2 separate regions of the Mus musculus genome follow, and region 2 is linked to region 1. Evidence: chromatin contacts called from public HiChIP or PLAC-seq data. All regions are on one chromosome and are shown on one strand. The core of a region is the stretch at or near the end of the contact, and the rest is flanking DNA. Distances in the headings are between cores, read along the strand shown. Region 1 has its middle 25 kb from the start of Gm46567. Region 2 holds the start of Tmem44 (transmembrane protein 44).

Evidence for each region. HiChIP or PLAC-seq counts read pairs in DNA pulled down with a chosen protein or histone mark.
Region 2: a contact with region 1 is called in a FOXA1 HiChIP or PLAC-seq map of pancreatic cancer cells. The contact joins the promoter of Tmem44 here to the enhancer-like site in region 1. A contact is called at or near these places in 3 of 39 promoter capture datasets (the 3T3-L1 cell line, pre-B cells and stem cell-derived epiblast-like cells), 1 of 484 Hi-C or Micro-C datasets (embryonic stem cells) and 2 of 115 datasets of contacts at active chromatin or transcription factors (extraembryonic endoderm stem cells and pancreatic cancer cells).

What each region holds. Positions count from the first base shown.
Region 1 is chr16:29,786,488-29,790,574 of GRCm38.p6, reverse strand. No RefSeq gene overlaps it. Among named protein-coding and RNA genes, the nearest start is that of Gm46567, 25 kb to the left of the region's middle. Within about 2 kb of position 2,219, at least 32 of the 459 cell types and tissues checked have an H3K27ac peak or open chromatin away from gene starts, as enhancers often do. A contact at or near this core is called in extraembryonic endoderm stem cells and pancreatic cancer cells, where this site is marked.
Region 2 is chr16:30,548,809-30,552,895 of GRCm38.p6, reverse strand. It overlaps Tmem44 (transmembrane protein 44), which reads left to right and starts at 2,318. Exons shown (of 11, transcript NM_001384248.1): 1 at 2,318-2,533. The coding sequence starts at 2,397.

The DNA.
Region 1 (4,087 bases), core at 970-3,469:
AGTTTCCAATGTGAGTGCCAGCTCTACCACCAGCTAGGGGGCTCAGGCTTGGTCAGAGGCTCCCTTTATAGGGCCCCAGGTAAAGAAACTTGGAGACTCCCAGGTGGGTCTCCACCAGGTAGATTAGATGTCTGTCCTTCTTCATTGTGGTCTCTGCTGCAGAAGCGTCTGGAAACCAGAAGCGGTGTCCCAGCTAGTGCTGAGAATCCTGACGTTTTCACATTTCCCCATTGGGCAACAAGGATTGAGTTAAGAGTCCAACCCACCTTCAGCACTGCTGGCTCTCCAGGCTCCTTGCCTCTCCAAAGCCACCCTTTCCCACCATCTCATCACAATGGAATTAACTTCAGGAGCCAACAGGTCTATGGGTTCCACCAGAGGCTGCCTGAGGCCAGGAACTTCCACTGGAAGGGACCAGCTGCTTTTACCACCACATTAGAAGCATTCTGAACTAGAGAGAAACTGCAGTGAGAGGTTACAGGCTGGTGCTGGTGCCCACTTGAGTCCAGAACCCTATTACAGGTCAGTTCTTTTTAAAAGGAGCAGAGCCAGGCCTTAGCAGGGTGTTCAAGAGTGTCCCTAAGCAGAGAAAGCAAGAGATATTTTGAGCTGCTTTCAATAAATGGTTTTCTTCTTGTTAAAATTTCCAAAGCAAACTTAAGTTGCGACCTCTGAGAAAATAAAGTCGCCTCTTACAGACTCAACCATGGGAGATTTTTCAAAGTAATTTTGTTCAGGTCTCTGGATTTGAGAATATGGAAACTGAGGCCAAGAGAGAAGTGGGTCCCCCAGGCTCTGGAGCTGGTTAGAAGCAGAAGGAGTAACTGAAAGAGTAACTATGCAGTCTTGAGTTAGGGCAACAGCCAATTCTAGCATTGTACGTAGAACTAGAAGTATACGTGATAGACAAGGTACAGTCTCTGTCGTCAGCCAAAGATAAGACAGGCCAAGCTATGCTCTCCAACCTTGGCAAGTTCACTTGCAGCTCTTTTCCTAAGCTATAAAAGGGCTCACACCACACAGCAAGGCTATCATGGGCATTAAAGACAAACACAGATGAGTTGCCCAGCACACATTACTGCTCACAGCAGTGGGAGTCATTAGAGTAGAAATGTCCACGGTGGAAATCTGTCCCTTTCAATGGTAGGCAGACAGCCACAGAAAGGGGCTGTGCTGGGCACTGTCTCTGAGTTTTTTGATAGACAAACACTTAGGTCCCTGGAACTGTGTTAATGGTTCAGGGGGGTCCTCCCCCTTGTCCTTTGTGAATTTTGTCCTAACTGGGCCAGGGCTTCCGGATTCATCAGAAGGGGAGCCAATGAACATGTGAAATGTCCATCTTCCCAAAAGATTGGGACTAGTGACCAGGCCACTAATTTGCATCCTGTCACCCATGCATTTAACAGATATTTAAGTACCTACCTCTTGCTGGGCACTAGGCTTGGTGCTAGGGATGTAGCAGTAGATAAATAAAATGCTGGTCCTCACAGAGCTGGTGTTCTAGAGAGTTCTAATACTCTAAAGGAAACTAGGGTGTGGCTGATGTCAAGCCCCCAAACCCTGTGCTCAGAAGGCCCTTCTTGGTCCCCCTCTCCCCTTTCCCTTCCCCTTCCCCTTCCCCTTCCCCTTCCCCTCTCCCCTTCCCCTTCCCCTTCCCCTTCCCCTCTCCCCTTCCCTTTCCCCTTCCCCTTCCCTCCAGCTCCCTACCACTACGACAATTGGCATGCTCCCCCTCTAAAGCATGCATCTTTAACTGGGGAAGCTAAACTCAAATGGCATTTGTGTTTAGAGACAAGCAATCTGATTCAACGATGAAGAAATTATAGACATCTTCTCTAAATTATGCCTCTACTCTGATTAAGCTGTGTGAGTGTGTGCATGTCTGTATGTGTGTGTGCATGTATGAGTGTGTGTGTGTGTGTGTCTGTGTGTATGTATATGTGTGTGTGTGTGTGTGTGTGTGTGTGTGTGTGTGTGTGTGTTACAGTGATGTATTTCTTTAAACATAGCTGGCCTGCCTTGGAAAGGGTTTCTCACCTCCTCACCAGGGCTTTAGGGAGTGTCTTTTTAGCAAACTGCACCCCAGCCCCACCTCTTTTATCAGTTGATTTCAGCTGTGAAAAGAAAGAAAAGAACCTTAGGTTTGTTTAGTGCAGGCCCTTGTCTGCAGCCAACAGGGAGAACAGGATTGGAAACTAGAGGAGGCTGAGCTGGGTTCAATGGTTAACCAGCGAGATTAATAAATGGCAGAAGGCGGAAACAGCCAGTGAGTACAGAGGCAAGAAGAAATGTCCCCTTGTAGTTCAAAGGCCAAGGAAAGTTTACCTAGATCTGGGGGACCTGTGGTTAAAAGGGCTTAGGGAGCCAGCTCTCCTCAGACTCCAGGCTCAACCATTGCCTGTCAGGAGCCTCAGCTGGCTCCTCTCAGAAGCTCAGCAGGCTGACCCTGAGCCAGACAGAACCCAGGCAGACTGCCCCTACCACTGGAGCCTCAGGCTCTACTCAAGACCACAGGCTTCTCCCAGGAGACAGGCTCCTGGTCTTCTAGCTGGCTCTCAGGCATAGCTCAGATCTTCAGATAGTGAGCTTTGGGCCAGGAGAACTTTTGGCAGAGAAAAATCAGAAGAAGACATTTCCATTTTCTGCCCTGATTCCCTTAGGGTGTTTTGGCAAATAGTCTCTTCTCCCCGTGCCTCAGCCTCTCTGGTGGTGTAGTTACCCAGCTCTTTTGCTTTTAAGGATCAGGTATTAACTATTTTCAGCTCTAGCCCACACAGCAGCTGTCTGCCTCAGCTACCCAACTCTGCCATTGAGGCGTAAAAGCAGCCAGAGGTGATATTTAATAAATAGCTGAAGGTATGTATCACTAAAACTTTATTTGCAAAACAGGTAGAAGACCGGGTTGCCAGAACTCTCAAAAATTAAATGATCTTAGATTACCTTACAGAGAGAAAATGGGGGCCCACTGATATAGCATGCTGCAAGCTACCAGACTACGTTAACGGTGGGACTGAAACTGGAGTCCAAGTGGCCTGTCTTTGGTTTACTATGGCTTCAAATTCTTCCAAAGGTAGAACCCAGCTAATTTTGTCTTGTGCTAATTGATCCTGGGAGTCACTCTCTCAGTGTGACTTGGAGTGGGGCAGAGCACTCTCACTCTCGGGCTGATTCAGAGGGACTTTTTTATGCATTGAGGATGCAGACCATGAGCTAAGGAACACTACAAGAAAAAGGGGAGGTGGTAGAGAATGTCGCACGCCTCCCTCTGAACGTGAGGAAATTGTAGCTAAGAGGAGGGTCCTTCCTATATATTCCACCTTTGATGTTACAGGTCCATGTCTATACTTACTCACCTCCATGTCCCACAGCCGTGACTGCGGATGGAGGGAGCGCTGTCAGGATATTCTCTTCCGGTGTCAAAATATTTTACTCACTGGGTTCTTCCTGGATAGACTCTCCATCCTGATCTTCAGTGGCTGAAGTGGAACGAACGGCTGATCCAACATGGCTCTGTTGATTGTCATGTTTCTGTGACGTGCTTCCCTTCAAACCACCTGGTGTGAATTTATATGGGACTTTCTGTTCCTTGGCTGGCTGAAGAGTCAGGGAGCTTTTATGATGTGAATCCATTTTCCTTTGTTCCCAGTGTCTGCCTTCCCAAAGGGAGAGGTTGAGGACACAGCTCAATGGGACGCAGTGACACCTCTTTAATTGAGATTCTCACAGGCCCTGAGGTCCAGCCAGGGTGACCCTCCTTTCCACACACCACCCTCCCACTCCCTGTGTGGTCATCTCCTTGGCCACAGGATATGGAAGCAAAAGCATTTCTTGACCGCAGCTGTTCCACAGTCACCTCTAAGTGAGACGTGGCACACACACACTGACGCCCTTCACTGTCCTGTTTGTGGTGGCAAGGGTTTGTAGCAAGGAACTGTGTGAAAGCAAGCAAGCGTGGGAATTGCTTTGCCACATCGAGATTGCCTTGCCAAGTGAGGAAGTGAGATGCTGGTGGATTCGGCAGGAGCGAGGACTGGAGAGTTAGACTGGTTCCGGGGAACTGTCTGAAGAGGCTCCAGTGAAAACAGAA
Region 2 (4,087 bases), core at 1,069-3,568, 760 kb before region 1:
ACTGACACCAAATGCTGGAATTTAGGGAGGGAAAACTGGAGTTTGGCTTTTGACCAGTTCAGTTAGACACAAGCGGAAGCAGCAAGTAGCCAGCTGAGCACGTGAGTCTAAAGAATAGAGATGGATAAGACAAGCTAGACAATGCAACCTGCTAAGATTGAATCAGGAAGAAACGGAAAGCCTGTGCAACAAAGAGCTAGATCAGCAGCAGTTACAAACCCACTCAGAGTCCTACCACATGCAAGAGCCAGCCCAGCCTGGGCTACATAGTAACACCTTGCCTCAAAAAAGCAAGCTAAAAGTAAGCTGGGGTGTGGTGGAGGACATCTTTTGAGTGTTTGTATGTTTGGGGCTTTCTTGTTTTGTTTTTTGAGACAGGGTTCTTTGTGTAGCCCTGACTGTCCTAAAACTTGCAATGTAGACCAGGCTGACCTGGAACTCAAAGATCCACCTGCCCCTGCGTCCAGAGTGCTGGGATTAAAGGAATGTGCCATCGCTGCCTGGCAAACGTGGCACACATCTTTAATCTTAGCATTGGAGGCAGAGACAGGCAGAACTCTGAGCTCAAGGCTAGCTTGACTTATATAGGGAGTTCCAGGTTTGCCTGGGTCACATAGTGACACACCCACAGAGGGGGCAGGGGAGGGAGGGAGAGAGAGATGAGCACATAGGAGAAAGAGAGACAGCCCAAGAGGGAGGGAAGGAGGGAGGGAGGCAGGGAGGGAGGGAGGGAGGGAGGGAGGGAGGGAGGGAGGGAGGGAACAAGAAGCTGAGCCATGGTCTTCCTCCCATCACATCAGCTGAGTTTTCTTCCCTGTCTTAGAGCCCGACTTCCTTAGGATGACAATAAGATTAACTTCCATTGGTGGTTTGTGTCACTGCTTGAACTTCAGGGTTTCTAGTGTCACAGGAGGACAAAGGGAGGTGCCATTGTCTGGATTTTAAGTAGGAACTTTTTTGTTTTTGTTTTTGTTTTTCAAGACAGGTTTCTCTGTGTAGCTCTGGCTGTCCTGGAACTCACTCTGTAGACCAGGCTGGCCTCGAACTCAGAAATCCGCCTGCCTCTGCCTCCCAAGTGCTGGGATTAAAGGCATGTGCCACCACTGCCAGGCAAGTAGGAACATTTTAAAGATAGGTTCAGTTCTCTGCTCCAAGTCCCAGCTCCAGGGAGCAGAGGGTGAATTCCAGTCCGTGACGGCAGAGGGGATGTAGTAGATATGGCTACACCGTCATGCACTGACAGCTGCACATATGTGCCTATGTGTGTCTGTGTGTGTGCATGCCTGTGTGTGTTTGTATGTGTGCATTCAAGTGTGGAGTTCAGACAATATGTGTGGTCAGTTATTTCCTCTCTTCCATTAGATGGAAGATTAGATTGAACCCAGGTCTTCAGGCTTGGCAGCAAACACTTTCGCCCCTCGTGATACTACCAAGTTGGTGGTTATGTTTCTCCCTTACACACCCACCCTACCCCTCCCCACCCCACCCCACCCCACTCCACCCCCGAGTAGCCAGGGTTTCTCTGTGTAGCCTTGGCCGTCCTAGAACTCACTCTGTAGACCAGGCTGGCCTTGAACCTAGAGATCCTCTTGCCTCTGCCTCCCAGTGCCAGGATTAAAAGTGTGCACCACCACTCCTGGCTTTGTGGCTAAGTTTAAATATATGGAATTGGAGTGCGTGTGATCATTTAGACCACAGCGTTTTCTTTGCAGTAGACATCAAGGTGGATGGCTGTTGCACAGTCCCAGTACCTGGGAGGCTGAAGCGGGAAGAGTCTTTGAGTTGGCGGCCCACCAGGGCTACACAGTGAACTCCAGGTTAGCCTGGACCACGTGGCAAAACCCTGCCTCAAAAGTAAATAAACAGTGAAGCCACCGTCAAGCTGTGCTCTAAGCAAACTTACTGAAATCGAAGACAATTTGAAAATATTCTAATGGTTTCCTTTAGCGAAAAACCATCCATGTACCTGAATTGTGCGGCACCGTGGTTGGATGGGAGCGGCACATTTCAAGTTTAACCCCTTTCTGGCCGGGGTGGCGCAAGGCGTGCCCTTGACAGCTTCAGCAGAGGGGAAGGAGGAAGCAGAGGCGATGTGTACCCCATCCGTCCCCCACCCCACACTTTTGTGCTGCATCTTTTCAACCAGGGACAACGCTCCTCGGGGTTCCCTCCATCCCCCCACTAGCGCTGGTCCGCGCCAGAGTATTGTCTGGCTTTGGAACCGGGCGAACCCGCAAAGGGACTGGGTGCTGGCGGGGCCCTCCTTTGTGCAGCGGCCGCGCGCGGCTCTACCGCTAGGGGGCAGCCTGCACCCCGCAGAGCCCCACAATAGGCGAGGCTGGGGAGCCGCGCGGTCCGGGAACTTTCCCCGGGGTCGGCGGAGGCTCGGCCGTGCCATGGAGGAGGGGGCTAGCGCCGCGCCCCCGCTCTTGAACTGGGACTACCTGGAGCGCTGCTTCGCCCGCCGCCGCGTCTGCATCTCCTTCGGCCTGTGGATCTGCGCCGCCTGCTGCTGGATCGCTGCCCACACGCTGTAATGGGGACGGGACCCGCGCGAGGGGTGGCGGGCCACCCGCGGGGGCGACTGGGCGTCACTCGCCTCGGCTCCTCTAGGAAGCCTAGGGGGAAGGGGCGTACAGGGGGCGTCCTGCAGGTAGCTCAAGTCCGAGTTCGGATCTGACATTGCTATGTGGACTGAAGTGGAGTCCTTTCTGGACTCCGCGCACCGGGGAAGCTGGGCTGCGAGCCGGCAGCAGGAGGCTGGGTGGTGCAGTGGATGCGGGCTTGGAACAGCTTCTATTGTCAGCCTTTTCCTGGTTGTTGGCGGTGTGAGGGGAGCAAGTGTAAGCCTTTGGGTCTCCTGTGAATGAGGATATGCCTCATAAAATGAATGTGAGGATTAAATAAGGCATAGCAGGCAAAGGACTTAATACGTGCTCATTAAACACCATTACCGCTCTGGCTCTACCACCCACCCTTAGGGACCCTAGCAAGTCCCTCGATGTTTTCTACTTTTAATTTATCCAAAGCTCTTTATGCCAAGAGGTGAGGCAGTGGTTATCTGACTCTGGCCACAGTTTTTGCTTTTGTCTGTCTCCCGGTGGTTTGGCCAGGCAATCCCTGTAGCCTGGGTTCTGTGAGAGCATAGCCTCCAGGTCTTCAGCCACCCTGTCCCCACGCACAGAAACCCAGAGACAGTTTCCAGGGTGGTGCCACCCAAGTATACCCAGGCGGGGGAGAGTGTACAGCATCCCTCTATCCCGACTCCTGCAACTGGCTCACCTTAGCGCTCGGTGGACAACCCCCTCAAGACTGTCTGTAGTGGTTCAGAGAGTCAGCAGTCCATTGCCTAGAGACTGGAGTCCAGGACAGACACTCTGGGCCTGAGTTACATTTCTTCGTCCTCTTGCTCCTCGCCTGCCCCTGTCCCTAAGGCAGGTGCTGTTATCAATCGGATGAGGAGCCTGCTTCCTGAGTGAATAATAATCCTGCCTGTGACTCAGGTAGGCATCAGGGATTGAGCTCTCTGAGGTAGAGGGCTCTGCATGCATGGTCTCCTTTGTTCCGTAGCCATCCTATGCAGCCAACACAGGTAGGCATGCTCACCCCTGGAAACCATGGCTTACAGAAGTGAACTAGTGTGCTTAGAATGGCCGACTTTTGCCCTGCCTGAGGCTAGATGTGCCTCTCTGTTCTCTCTGTACCCCATCACTCCTGAACCCCTCTCCCCCTGTCTTTCTGCAGAGAATGGATCTTGGGGGGCAGGTTGCTAGGTTAAGGTCAGTCTGGGAGTCCTGGCCCCTGAGAGCACAGGGCATAGGGTAAAGCCCTGAGTGGTGAAGCTAGAGGCCTGCCGCTGGCTCACATCATCACCCCAGGCTGCAGGGTCTCCTCTCTCCAATGCAAAGGTTGAAGTAAAGCGTTGTTCATTTGGGTCCACATCTCTTACCCGACCAGTCTTCACTCCTCGAGCTTGCATTGGTTTTAATACCCAGAGCTTAGATTTATAGCTGACGGGTGACACCCTGAGCTTCAGGCTTGGGGCTGGCAGACACAGAGATGTTTAAGGTGTTGGGTAACAACCTTC